Regions from separate parts of the Pan troglodytes genome. Here region 1 is linked to region 2. A link is a contact called in public Hi-C data. All regions are on one chromosome and are shown on one strand. Each heading gives the region's core, a stretch centred on a gene start, on an enhancer-like site or on the middle of the called end of the contact. The rest is flanking DNA. Distances are from core to core; before and after follow the strand shown.

The links. Hi-C and Micro-C count contacts between places; a contact is called where the count stands out from the background.
Region 1: a contact with region 2 is called in a Hi-C map of induced pluripotent stem cells, with 4 times the contacts expected there. The contact joins the promoter of GSX2 here to the promoter of PDGFRA in region 2. A contact is called at or near these places in 3 of 7 Hi-C or Micro-C datasets (induced pluripotent stem cells and stem cell-derived neural progenitor cells).

The regions. Positions count from the first base shown.
Region 1 is chr3:75,753,815-75,760,690 of NHGRI_mPanTro3-v2.0_pri, reverse strand. GSX2 (GS homeobox 2) reads left to right here and starts at 2,791. Exons shown (of 2, transcript XM_003310374.4): 1 at 2,791-3,546; 2 at 4,211-5,127. The coding sequence starts at 2,973. The coding sequence ends at 4,551.
Region 2 is chr3:75,625,063-75,632,558 of NHGRI_mPanTro3-v2.0_pri, reverse strand. It overlaps PDGFRA (platelet derived growth factor receptor alpha), which reads left to right and starts at 4,997. Exons shown (of 23, transcript XM_024356152.3): 1 at 4,997-5,290.

The DNA of each region.
Region 1 (6,876 bases), core at 1,542-4,041, 130 kb before region 2:
GAGCTCTCATTTTGGGGATTACTTAATGGATGATGAAATTTTATCGGACAGAATCACTGAGAAATAAAATTGTGTGGTGGCTCAGACACCATGGGCACACGCCAATGGTCTGCCTGTTCCCTCTCAGGAAAAGAAAGCTGAACTTGGGGTCTCCTGCTGGTTCAGGGCACTGCACTCTGGGGAACGGTAGGGCTGGGCGGGGCCGGGGTGGTGGGGGGCAGTGCTGCCCCGGGGGCATGGAGGGTAGGCTTCCTTTGAGGAGGGGATAGGCAGGTAGGGCCAGATAGGGGCTGGACTCAGAAGAGAAGGAGGGAGAGAGACTGGCAGACACTGAGAGATCCAAAGAGAACTAGAGAAGTGAGGCAGAGTGGACAGAAACTGTGCAAGAAATGGGATTCCAGTATACTTGCTCTTGGTGGGCTGAAGGAATTAACCAAGTACCCTAAGGGTCAAGTTTTTCAGACATGGTCTTGCTTTCAGCCTCAGCCTGGTCTGAAACCACTGCTCCCCTTGAAGGCTTTAGGAAACCCCATGAGCCCCTCACATTTCTCAAAATTCCTTGGCACTGAAAAATGAAAGTTTCCATAGTCAGACACAAATTGAATAAGATGCACAAGCCTCTTGCATAGTTCAGATTCTCTAAAGTAAAATGGTCTGCACATGGGTGCGATTTCTAGGACTTTAGCATAGGACCTCTTCCTCTGAACACATCCCAAACCGCTGGGAACATTGTGACTCAAACCATCAGCCCAAAACAGACTGTGGATAACCTGGGACCTAACCCAGAGGAGGAAAAGAGAGAAAGCTATTATTCTTAAAGAGTATCTATATCTATATCTATATATGCTTGTATAGTTGCAAAGTGAATGGGGGGAATCGAGTCATCTATTTGGACAGTTTAGGACTGTAAAAAATATCCTGCCATTCAGCAGGGTATGTTTTTTATTGCCATTCTCCGTCAGTGGCTCCAAGCCTTCTTCTTGGGGCTGAAATGATTTCAGGGATTGCCTAGATCCTCCAGTCATGAACAAGGGCGGGCTGGGGTGAGCCTGAGCGTCTGCAGACCTTGTGGTACAAAAGTAGTTACAGCTGAGCTGCCCCATGTTAAGCCCTGAGACTCCTTAATTGTTGTCACAAGATGTTGGATTAGCACATTTCTGGAATAGCTGTCTGTTTACACTCCAGAGACCCACCGTCCACTAACCACTTTCTAATTGAATTCTAATCACATTCAAATAGCTCAATAACCAGCCTCAGCTGCAATTCATAAAACTTTAATTGCCATCCATAAATCCTGGGCTCCCCAGAGCGGGGCATCCCTACAACCCAATTACACTTCTCTAGCAGGCAAGAGAGACTGTCACAGAGATGGAGAGGGGAAGACAGAGGATGGAAAGATAGAGCCGTGCCTCTAGCTAGTGCTCTCCTGGATTTGGGCACCTTGTTCTCTCGGGTGGAGGGAGTCCTGTCTCTAAGTTTCTTAGCACCATCATGAACTCTGGATTGAAGTTAGCTGTTCTGGAAAAAGGATCAGACTTCTAACTATTGCCCAACCTCATGGCCCCAGCCCGCTTTTCTGCAGGGGGAAACGAAGAGAGAAAATGGCCACCTCTGCTGCCTTGCCTTCTCCGAAGATAAATAGTCCCAATAGTTTGGCAGCCACCCTCTCTCGGGCAGTAAGGGGTGTGCAAGACTTCCATGGACCAGAGAGATTTCCCTTACAAAGCCACTTCTGCCAATCAGAGGCAAGATTCCCTGGATGGCTGAATCCTCTTCATCCTTTTTAGGTTCTTAAGATGCAGAGGAAAGAGTGCTTCCTGGTTAGCCTTGCTAAGCTGCCCAAGATTGGTAAAAATGAGGGACAGGAAATCCTCAGACCCAGAGCGAAGGTCTATCTAATCCCTGCTGCGTCTTTAGGAGGGCTTGCTGTTTGAGGTCCTCCCTCCAAAATCTTCAGGATGGAGTTTGTAGGATTGCCCTGGAATGCCATGGTGTTACTACTTGGAGAAAGAAAAGGGTGACTCTTCAACATCTCTCTCTCTCTGCGGAAGTGGGAGGTGCCGATCAGAAAGGGAAACAAGGAAGGGTCGTTGGTCTGAGTGGCCCCAGGAGGGCCCCAAGTACAAAGACACTTCAGACCTTGTCGAACATCAGCGTGAAAAGCTTGACGGTTTCTTAGCTGGGAGGCCTCACAGTTCTGCGCCGGACAGTCCCGAACTAACCACCTGAATGACCTCTGCCAAGTCCAAAAGCTGTGGACAGGGGTAGGTGTAACCGTGGCCAGAGCTGCGCTCAGGGACTGGACGACTGCCAGTCCGTCGCCCGCACAATCCTGCTCCAAACCGCAGGCCTCACACTTCACCGCGCCGCAGCCACCCCTACCACAGAGGAGCTGGAAACACTGAGCATTCCTATTAAATAAGCCTCCAAGTCCCCACCTGGTACGCTTTGCGGTGGGGCGTGGGGAAGAGTTGGGCTGCGGCCAGGGTAGCGAGAGGGGGTGGGATGGAGGATGCAGCGCTGTGATTTCTCAGTAAAGCGTGGAGAAAGAGGGGGAGGAGGCCGGCCTCCCCGGGAAATTAACAAAACCTACACTTTGCAAAGTCTCCCCCATCCCCCTCCCCCGAGTTCTTCCCCGCCGCGCGCCCGCCCCTCCTCGCGGCTTCTGTTGTGACTCGGGCAGCCTATCCCGAGGGTGGGGAGCTGCCGAGGAGCCTGAGCCGAGCTGTACTCCGCAGCATCACGTGCCAGGGTGGGGGGCTATAAAATACCCGAGCCGGGGCGCCGGGCGGGGGACGTGAGGACCAGCCCTCTCCGGGGACCCCTTTGTTCCCAGCCCAGACGCCAACACCTCTGCGTCCCCAAGGGCTTGACTGCCCGTGTCTGCGCGGCTCCCAGGGCAGAGCTTAGAACACTAGAGGAGAGCGGTCGCCGCGACCTGCCGGGGCTTCCAGCCACCCACCCCTCTCGACATGTCGCGCTCCTTCTATGTCGACTCGCTCATCATCAAGGACACCTCACGGCCTGCGCCCTCGCTGCCTGAACCGCACCCCGGGCCGGATTTCTTCATCCCGCTTGGCATGCCGTCCCCATTGGTGATGTCCGTGTCCGGCCCCGGCTGCCCGTCCCGCAAGAGCGGCGCGTTCTGCGTGTGCCCTCTCTGCGTCACTTCGCACCTGCACTCCTCTCGGGGGTCTGTGGGCGCCGGCAGCGGGGGCGCAGGGGCCGGGGTTACCGGGGCCGGAGGCAGTGGGGTGGCAGGGGCCGCAGGGGCACTGCCTCTGCTTAAGAGCCAGTTCTCTTCGGCTCCTGGGGACGCGCAGTTTTGCCCGCGGGTGAACCATGCGCATCATCACCACCACCCGCCGCAGCACCACCATCACCACCATCAGCCCCAGCAGCCTGGCTCGGCCGCGGCGGCGGCAGCAGCAGCAGCGGCGGCGGCGGCCGCGGCGGCCTTGGGGCACCCGCAACACCACGCACCTGTCTGCACCGCCACCACCTACAACGTGGCGGACCCGCGGAGATTCCACTGCCTCACCATGGGTAGGGCGGGGTCTTGGGGCACCTGCGCTCCGCGCCTTTCGCGCTCCTGGAGCAAACTTTCCACCTCCAGTGGAGGAAGTGGGAGCCCGGGGACAGGGTGAAGAGGGAGGACGGGCTTTTAGTGTAACTGTAGAGTCAGCCACAGAAGTTCCACGAAAGTGGAAGTTAGTTTGCCAGCTTCTCCACTCAGCCTGGTGCGTTTTACTCCTAGTAGTTGGTGCTCGAGTATTGCCTTATTAATACTGGGGCCTTAGGGACCTCGAACGTCACGGCGGAGAAACCAGAGGTTAACTGCTTGGGGTTTGGGGAGGGTGTGTTTGAACCTGTGTGGCATCCCCGCGTCGGGGCTGGCTAAAGCGTTTTGACGTTTTTGGCTAAGCCTGCGCGCTTCTCCGCTTGGCTCAAAGGGAGACGATCAGATAGTGCAAGCCCCCATCCCTCTTTAATCCTGTGACTTCGCATCCTGCGCATCGAAGACCTTTATTTGCTTTGCACGTCTCTTTTCTTCCCCGCTAAGCAACCACGTGCCTTGAAATGGGAAAGGGATACAGATGGTCGGCTGGGCTTCCCTGGGTGGGTCCCTGAAATGCGTCCTGGTTAGCACGTGGGGTGGGAGCACCTTGCCCGAGCCTTACCTCTCTACCCTCTCTTTGCCGGTCCGCAGGAGGCTCTGACGCCAGCCAGGTACCCAATGGCAAGAGGATGAGGACGGCGTTCACTAGCACGCAACTCCTGGAGCTGGAGAGAGAATTCTCTTCCAACATGTACCTGTCTCGACTCCGGAGGATTGAAATCGCCACTTACCTGAACCTGTCGGAGAAGCAGGTGAAAATCTGGTTTCAGAACCGCCGAGTGAAGCACAAGAAGGAGGGGAAGGGCACGCAGAGGAACAGTCACGCGGGCTGCAAGTGCGTCGGGAGCCAGGTGCACTATGCGCGCTCCGAGGATGAGGACTCCCTGTCGCCGGCCTCGGCCAACGATGACAAGGAGATTTCCCCCTTATGAGGGATGGCCTCCTCCCTCACATCCCCCGCTCCTGGCAGACCAGGCAACGCCAAGGCGTGGGGCACCCAGGGGCCAAAATCCTTGCTCATTGCAGTGGTCCCATCTGGAGAAGAAACGAACCTGGAAGTTCTGGAATGGACAAGCCGGGACCTGACCCTTCGCGTCTCCTTCTTGACCTGTTTATCTAGGGCTCCAACTTGAAGTTATAGATTTTTTTTTAAAATGTAAATAACCTATAATTCAACTCATTCTCGTCGTATAACAGAGGAAAAACAGGGTTGGTTTAAGTTTAACACTGTATGGGGTTTTTGAAAGCACATGTCATTTCCCCATCCCTACTCTCTTTCAGAACTCGATAAGAACACAGGGTTTATTGATTATTTTCTGTTGTCGTTTTCAAACAAAAACACCCAAGTTGAAAATAATTTAGAAAATTAGACCCTGTAGGTCTTGCTTTCTGAAATTTCGCCTGGGGAGAATTTAAAATCTAAGTCGCTGGAAGTCCCTTTGTATGTGAATAGGTTTATATAAAGTTTATATTTATATTTATTTAAATAAATGAAACAAAAACCAGAATTTTAAATCTGTGGTGTTTGCTCTCCCTATCTTCTCCTGCCCCCTCCTCCAATGTCTAGAGAAAGGCATATGCAGGAAAAAGCTGTCTGAGGAATTCGAGGAAAATGTTGAGTAAGAACTTGGTAATGTGGGTCTCTTGACTGAGGGAGTTTGTGGCTCAATAGGTTTTCTATGTAACAGAACTTTCGCCAAGGAGACACCTTTAGTCATGATGGCATCTACCAGGCAGGGCCTCTCCATCCTTAAAATAGGCAACCTCCTCACAGTTGATAGGACAAATCACTCCATTTGGAATGACACTGACCATTAACGACAGGTAAACCTTTATTTAGCAAGGAAGGATAAAAATCCCCCATCTAGTTTTTGTTTTCTTCTTTCTACTTCATTATTTCTCTCAGTACGAAAACTTGAAATATGTGAAGGAATTTGTAGAGTCAGAATAGTTTTAGGAAGAGCAACAATCCATCAAACAGGTCAGAAGCAAACAGTGGAAACTTAAAAACGATGCTACAAGCAGGATTAGCGGGTTTCCCTCAATGTTAAGAAAACAAAAAGTCAGGGACAGGAAGTATTCTGTTCAAAGATTTATAATCTCACTTTTTCAAAGCAGCCCAGAGATGCCTTTAGACCTTTGAATTTTGGGGTTTTTTTCCCGGTCACCCTAATATTCAGTTAATTTGGCTCCCTTCTAGTCCCTTCCAGCCCACCCCCCTTCCCATAGCCTAGCAGAATCACTTCCTTTAAGCCTGGTCCCAGAGAAGACTTATTTCTAGCTCTTCCCTCAGCAGGGCAACTGGCTCTCTCCTCAGTGCAGCCTGGGCTTGTTATCTTAGGGAGAGAAGTGAAGAAACTGGAAACAGGAAAACGAAGAGATCTCATTCCCTGCAAGCTGAGCCCCACTAATCCTCAACCGGTGTGATTTCTGATTAGGTTCCATAAAGACGCCACCCAATAGGTTCAAGCCACAGGAGTTAATGACAACACACATACACAAGGGCTTTAGGTCTGAGTTACTTGAGGCCCGTCGGACTGAACCTCACCAGGTACGGCTGGGGTTCTAAAACTGGACACGGTTTTCCCTGAGTGTTGTCTTTAGCGCGCGCGCGCGCGCGCGCAAACACACACACACACACACACACACACACACACACACACACACAGAGTAGGCTCAGAAGGAAAATCCCTCTTCGTTCCGTCAAGGGACATAGGGAGGAGGGCCCGCACTGTGTCAGGCTGAAAAGGGAGCTGCCGGCGCTTTGTGCAATGTGCTGAGCTCTGTCCTGCGCAGAGGTCCCAGACAGCCGGCTCACTACTGCCTGGCCTGGGAAGCTCAGGCCTCTGGATCTCTTTCCTCCTGTCTCTCACGCGCAGAGCTCCGGGCTCTTCGCCCTGCCCGCCCCGAAAGGGAGGAGGCGCAGGCCGGCTGCCTTTCCAAAAGATTCTGTCTCCCTACTTCCCAAGAAGCAGGCCTCTCCGCGCGCGAGAACAGAGGTGGGAGGAAGGGAGTTTGCAGGCGCAAAGAACAGGAGTTTAAGCAGACTATTTCCACCAGGGGAAATAAGAAGCACAAAGAGCGCCTGCTGCAGCTCTTTGCGCTCTTGCCCAAAGCTAAGCTTCCTCTGGGCTGTGGGGAGACCCCTCTGGTCCCCGTTCCATCTACCCAGCCCGGCCCCTCTGGGGCTCAGCGCTCGGGTTTAGCCCTCCCCTATGTCCATGACTAGCCCCGATCACAGTCTCTTAAGCCTCTCC
Region 2 (7,496 bases), core at 3,748-6,247:
CGATCATAGCTTACCTCAGCCTCGAACTCTTGGGCTCATGCATTCCTCCTGCTTCAGCCTCCTGAGTAGCTGGGAATACAGGCGTGCACCACCACATCTGGTCAATTTTTAAATTTTTTGTAGAGATGGAGTCTCACTATGTTGTCCATGCTGGTTTTGAACTTCTGGCCTGGAACCTTCCATCGATCCTCCCATCTCTGCAAGCCTAGACATTTAACATGGTCTAGAAGGCCTCCATGAGCTCCATCTCACCTCTTTTTTGCTCCTTCCGCTCCGGACCTTTACAAGTTGCGGCCATTCCAAACTCCTTTCACTTCTGATTATCTCATGTTCTCTCTCACCTCCCCGCCCATGCAATGAGGTTCCTCCCCAACTAGATTCTTATTCCTCTTAGATTCTCAGAGAAGCCTTCCCTGAAAGAAGCCGTCTCCCATCTCCCGGATTGGGTTAGGCTCCTCCTGTGTGCTGACTTCATTGTCTCTCTCCAACATTGCTTAGAACGCTAAGTTGCAACTTTATGTCTAATTTATTGCTCCACTAGTCCATAAAATCTAGGAGGAAAGGGCTGTATCCTTAGCCCTTGACACATGGCCTTGTACATCTTAAGTTTTCATATGAACCGCTTTATTTACCTGGGATATTATCTTACTTAATCCCCAAGACAACCCTATACGTTGTGCATGATTATTCCAATGGTCATTACTGTTATTTTAAATAGAGATGGGGGCTCACTATGTTGCCCAGCCTGGTCTTAAACTCCTGGGCTCAGGTGATCCTCCCACCTTGGCCTCCTAAAGTGTTAGGATTACAGGCATCAGCCACCATGCCTAGTCGATTATGCCCCTTTTAATGGATGAGCAAAGAGTCGAGGTTCCACTGGTTTTCCACTGCAGTGTCTCTGCTGAAGGATTAAAAGAAAAAAAAAATCACAGGGCTGTGCTGGACTCCTGGGACTTCCAGAGGACAAGGCCCTCTCTTCAGTGAGGCTGACCTACACAGAGCCAGCCCTCCTTCCCCTCCCAGCCACAGCTGTGTGTTGGAAAGCTAGAGGCCTGGGCCCCTAATAAAGAGCAGACCTCCCAATCTCCTCGTTCCTTCCCCCTCCCCTCATATGGTTTTTCAAATTAAAAGCAACTAAAACAAAAGACCTAAGGAGCAGGAGAGGGCAGAGGCACAACAACATCCCTAAACCGAGGAAGGGGGCTCTCTAGCGAGGGAAGGGGTATCCAAAAGCCAGATCCAGAGGGTTCCAGTCCTACCAGTCTGTCCCAGGCTCTAAGGAGTGTATGGCCCACCGGGCTGGGCTGGACCAGGAAACAAGCTCTTGTCCTCAGGTCTGTAAACAGGCTGCGTTGTTAGGAACCCTCTGCTTCTACTTCCTGAAGAGCAAGCCCCCCAAACCCAGAAGAGAGGCTGCACCTTGAGATCCAGCCAGCAAGGTGGGTGCGGAGTCCTGGGGAGGGAACTTTCACCTCAAGGTGCACAGACCCATCTCGATCTTTTTGGAGAATTCCTCCTTTTCCAGGACTAGTGCCGTTCTGAATTCTGAGCGTGCAAAGAGACTCCTTAGAGCTAGCTTCCGAGCCTCAGCTGGGGCAGACCAGAGGCCAGGGCGTCTCTCTCTCTGCGGGGACCCCCCACATCTGTGCGTCACCTCCACCACCTCCGGGCAAAGGACCCTTCCTCGCTGGACCCAGGGAGGCGGCTATTCCAGATGCAGCCAAGGGTTAAAGGGGGTGGGAGAAGGAGCAGTTAGCACCGTTTTCTTTTGCAAACCACCAAACGGGCCCTTCATTTTCAAATTGTGAAGGCAGAAACATCCCCCGTTCCCTTGCCCCGCCCATCACCATTTGAAAAAAATAATTCACAAGTTTAAACGTGATTTTCACAACTAACGGCTTTGATAACTGTTAAATTCGTACGGCTTCTAGAGCAAACGGACCTGAATTCTTCAAGGAAAGTAGAATTGGCGGTGGAGCTGGGGGGCAGAGGAGGAGAAGACACAAAAAGCCAACTCAGTGGGAAGCGCCCTCAAAGCCAAAGGTGTGGCGCTCGGAGCTGCGGCCGCCCTCGCCCGGGAGTCGGGGCCAGGAGAACGGGCCCTGGAGGCAGGGCAGGGCACGGCGAGATTTTGCTTTTGTTTTTAGTGACCATTTTGATCTGGTTGTAAAAAGTTTACGAGGCCCTCTTTTTGAAAGTCAGCTCATCGACTGCACCTTTTTATACCCTTGCCCTCAATTTCATGTCGCCTGCTGGCCTAGACGCGCAAGGCGGAGGACAGAACTGTCACAGTCCCTACCCTTTTCTCCCAACTTCCCAGCCCGGCTCAGTTCGGGAGTTGGGCCTCCTTCCTCTCGGCTCGCAGCCTCCCCGACTCCCGCTTTGGGGAGAAAACCCACATTCTTAACCCCTTGATAATCCCTCAAGGAAAAAACAAAACAAAAAACCCCAAGAGGTTGAAAATTAGAATCCGGGCGCGGGTTGAGATCTGCGCAGAGCTGCCCAGGCCAGTGCATGTCGCTCCTCTCCTCCGGGTACATATGGTGGCCTGGTCCCCTCCCCCCACCCCCCACACGGTGCCCAGTGAGAAGCACAAGAAGGGGAGAAAAGACCCGCAGCTCGCCTCAGGAGGGCAAGGTTTCTCGCCCCCTGCGGCTCCGGGACCACCCAGGACCCGGGGCGTCGTGGGACCGATCTCGAAGGATCTTAGAACGACACTGGGAGAGCGCGGCAAGAACTAGCCCCACCTTCCCCCGACGCCCCGGGCTGACTGCCGGGCGCAGACCCGACTTCTCCCGAACCAGCCTCGGACCAGCCTTAGAAGGCGGAAAACAGGATTCAAACCCGCCTATGAGCAGTGGTAGGGGCGGGGGCTGTGGGGGCAGGACTCGGTTTAAGGAACCAACCGCCTCGGTTCGAGGGCCTCCTGTCCGGAGGTTGCTCCTGACCACTGGGTTTATTTTGCTTTTGCAGAGGAGGCAGATGTTGACCTCTCTTCTTTGCACAGTCTCTCCGCAAAATCTTCCCCCAACCATTTGCTTTCTTGCGCCACCCCCCACCGGGGCACTATCCCTGGAGTCAGCTCCTCAGGCCTTTAAACCTTCCAGAATGTCACACATGGAAACCTTTAGCAAATGTTTGTTAATGATCATAACAAAGGCATCATTCAAATTAGGCAGGTAATTACTACCAGAAGGACAACTGGGTGCTCGCTTGCTCATCCATTGCTTTCTGCTTTAAACTCCCGAGGAGTCGCTGCCTGGAGACACTCCCGCCCGGACTGCTTTTCGGGCCCCATTAAACGGCTCTGAAATGAACTGTGAAGTTACCATTTGTGGGCGGAGAGCGCTGGGGCCCTGCGGACGGAAGACCCTGGCTTGACCGGACTAACAGTGTCGCCGAAGCAAAGCAGCCCCTCTGGGTAGACTGTCTGTCTCGCCTCCTACCTTCTGGGGCAACTAGCCTAAAAACCCGGTTCTCAACTTAACAGCATGTGGCCCAGCACCCGCTTTTGCCTTTTATTCCGCACTCTGATTTTTGGGGGGATCGTTTGTTCCCGCTCATTTTCTACAAACATTACGGTATCCTGTTAGCATTCCGAACAAGGGGCTGTTCATATATTTGCCTTCAATGATTTCCTGAAGGAACATGTGGAAGTAATAGCGAGCGGTGCAGTCACCCAAGCTGAAGATGCACGAGAGCGGGTCGCGTAGAAGAGCTGGGGCAATGGGACCCCCAGCGCAGCCCCAGGCGCCCTGTTTTCGAGGCTGACACCCCAAGATCCTGTCCTGGTTAGGGACAGCACCGCGCCCGTTGGAGTACTTCTCTGTGACTCTCCCCTGTCCACTGCACTGTGTCCACCCTCCTGGTGAAGGAGGAGACGGCTGTTGGACATGCCAGTCCCAACCTGGCCACTTTGGCCATTTTCAGAGTACCTGTGTTGGGGTGGGGTTGAGGGAGAAGGATGAAAGACGACCCCCAACCCCAACAGGAGAATTCAAAAATCAGAGAGCGATGAAGGTGAACGCGCTCCCCTCCCCCGCTGTCGCTGGGAAGCCCCACTCTGCCCAGGTCTGGTTCCTGGAGCATCAGCGCCCCCTTTCCCTCGCCGGCAGGATCGTTTCCTCCCGACACTGGCCTCTCGCCTTGGGCGCAGGGTTTGGGGCTCAGCTGTCAATTCCAAGGCATTCGTAGGGTTCGACCCACGCGGCGGGAGGGAACGGAGGGAGAATCAAAAGGCATCCTCCCCCACGACGCGGAGGCGGTGGTACGATTCCTCAAACGCCCAAGCTTGAGCTTTTTTTGTATGCGAGATAGAAGCCAGGGCAACCTCGCCCAGATAACCCCGAAAACAAAGGCACGACCAGATAAGTGACTTCAAGGGAGTAAAGGTCGTTCTGTCGGAGAACGTTCCAAACCTACACAGACCCTCTTTTCTTTGTACCGTATTTCAGACCACCCAGTCTTGCACACACACACACGCACACACACACACACACCACACAAAACAAAAACCCATCATTGTCATATTGGACTCAACAGTTTGCCTAATCCTATTAAATAACTAGCAACTATATAGCCCTTCCCCTAAAAGACCCCTAGTTCAAAACGGCGCAACCGCTTGGAGATTTCTCCCGAGGGCCCTATTTCTCGTTGGGCCGAGTTTGTAGAAGGGACATTTCTTGATTCTAGATTTATATTCTCTCTGGGTATTAAATGCAATTTTGTATGTTCCTTTTCTTCTTTTCAAAGAGAATACAAAACTATAGCAGTCTAAGAAAATAACCCCAAAATGGGGAGGCAAACTCATTCTGGAAATGATGGGCTGTTTGTAGTTTCACAAAACCTCTTTCCCGGCAGAGCACCAACACCTCCCCCTTCCACCACCCCCCATCCCATCTGGTCTGCTTCTCCCCGCCCCCCAGTTGTTGTCGAAGTCTGGGGGTTGGGACTGGACCCCCTGATTGCGTAAGAGCAAAAAGCGAAGGCGCAATCTGGACACTGGGAGATTCGGAGCGCAGGGAGTTTGAGAGAAACTTTTATTTTGAAGAGACCAAGGTTGAGGGGGGGGCTTATTTCCTGACAGCTATTTACTTAGAGCAAATGATTAGTTTTAGAAGGATGGACTATAACATTGAATCAATTACAAAACGCGGTTTTTGAGCCCATTACTGTTGGAGCTACAGGGAGAGAAACAGAGGAGGAGACTGCAAGAGATCATTGGAGGCCGTGGGCACGCTCTTTACTCCATGTGTGGGACATTCATTGCGGAATAACATCGGAGGAGAAGGTAAGGGAAAAGAAAAAATGATTTTTTGTTTATAAGGGAAATCCCTGATCAGACTCTGGGACTGGAGAAAGCGAAGTAACTTCAAACTTTGGGCGACAAGAAAAAAAAAAGGAGCTGGATTCCAGTTGTGTGTCCAGAGAGTAATTTTTTTTTTTTTCGGAATAAACTTCACTTGGGGACGGGTGGGAGATAACCATAGAGTTATAAAGTCTAGGTATTTTTTTTAAACACACATTTTCCAGACCTATTTTTAAAAACAATGTTTTTCTAACAACCCTATGGCCTCCCAAAGAAATTGTTTAGGCTTACATTTTTGAGGTTTCTTTTGGGAGTGGGGGTGGTGTTCGTGAATACTGGGCCGAACACCAAGGAACTGGGGGTGGAGGCAGAGGTGTTTGCCCTCTTCTTGGCAGTGGGTCCTGGAAGGCGACAGGTTTTAAATGAGTGTTTTCATTCCTCGCCTGCGGTTTGGCGGGACAGCGCTGCAGCCCATGGTGTGGAGCGCGGCTGGGGGACCAGGGGAGGTGGGGAGAGGGGAGCGTGGAGGGGGGCGCAGGAGGCGGGCAGGGCTCGGCTGGAGACCGGACCTCGGTGTTGGCCTACAGCACAGGGAGCCGGCCGAATGCGCGTGATTACTGGACGGCGCTGCTCTGGGTGAGAGTCGGGGCCAGATTTGGCGCGGCGGTGAGGCGGCTGCGGGACAAGCAGAGGCGCGCGGGCGTGGGCAAGGGTTTGGGGCGCTCTGGAGCGGTTTGTTGGGTCAGTGAGGTGCCAGGGAGAGCGGGTGCCTGCCGGGCAGTGTGCTCGGGTTGCACGCCCTAGCGCGGGGGCGACAGCGGCGGCGCGGGCGGGCGGTCTGGAATAATGACAAACACATTTGGCCCTGAGTGAAGAAGTCGTCGTCGCCTCGCATTCCAGCAACTGGGATTTGAGGAATTTCGAACCGCACACCAAGGGGCCCTCATTGTGCGCCGTGGCCCCCGCCCCCGCCCGTCTTCCCGCGCCTCCTCCTCGGTAGAATCATTTCTGCATTGCCCGGGGGCTCTACTTTCGCTCAGTTCTGGCCGCAGGCAGGAAGAGAGGAAAGGTCTCCAGGAAGGTGCCGAACTTCTTGTGAGGAAGTTAGGGACGACTTGGAACTGGGGAAACTTGTTTGCAGGTAAGACAGAAAGGTGGGAGGTAAGCCATATTCTCCCTCCGGGCACCCGAGCCCTGGACACCCCCTACCCGGCGCCCTTCTCCGCGCGGGGGTGCGTGGCACTTGCCGTCTGAGCTCGCCCAGCGCTGCTCGGTCCTCTCTAGTTGCCCTTTTTTCCATTCCTCTCCCTGCCCGCTTCAGAGCCTTCTGTGCGTACTTCTCCTTCCTCTGCTGTCTACCCCCATGGAAACCAGATTTACACACGAAATTAACTCCGCCCGGCTGCGCCCAGGGAGCGGGCGGCGTCCATTTGGCATTGAATATGTGGGATCAGCTGTTCTATTCCGGGAGGGTGTCGGCCAGGTCGGAGCGACGAGTGTGGCCCAACCCGAGTACGGTTGCCAGAGGGAGCCAGGAGCCGGGGCCGGGCCAGGTGTGCGAGAGCTGCCGATGGCCTGGCCTCGCGTCTTGGTCGGGAAGGACTTGCTGGCCCGGCAGGCTGTGCGTTGTGCATCCCTCCCGCAGCCAGAGCGCCGGTCCGGCACTTCGCTCCCCGAATTGTGCTAAGACCTCAGGATGTGCGCAAGGAGTGCCTGGAAGAACTTGCCACTCACTCCATCTCCCTGGGTGGGAGGCAAGCATGGATGGGGCCCCTATCAGGTCCCTACCGCCCCGCGTCCGAAAAGCCCCGGGCTGGGCGGTGTGGGAAATGGCTTTTTGGCTCCGAGGCCAAATTGCTCAATGTTTTGGACCGACTCGCCTCGCCGCGGTCGCTCCTGACAAGAACTAGACAGATTTTTGGAGCAGGGAGCATCCAGGGCAAACGCACGACAGTCCTCCGCAGTGCATCTCACCGGACAAACATCCCCGGAGCCACAGGAGGGGAGGAAGGGGCTCTCCGGGCGTGCGCACCTCCCCAGCCGCCGCGCTGTCCCATCCCCGACCCCTAATCTGGTCAACCTGGACCCCGGCACTGCTGAATTGCATCCCCCTCCCTCTTCTCCCTTTCTCCTCGGCCTCCTCCTTTCCAAAACCCTCACGATGAGGAGGCCCTGCCTCGACTCCCCG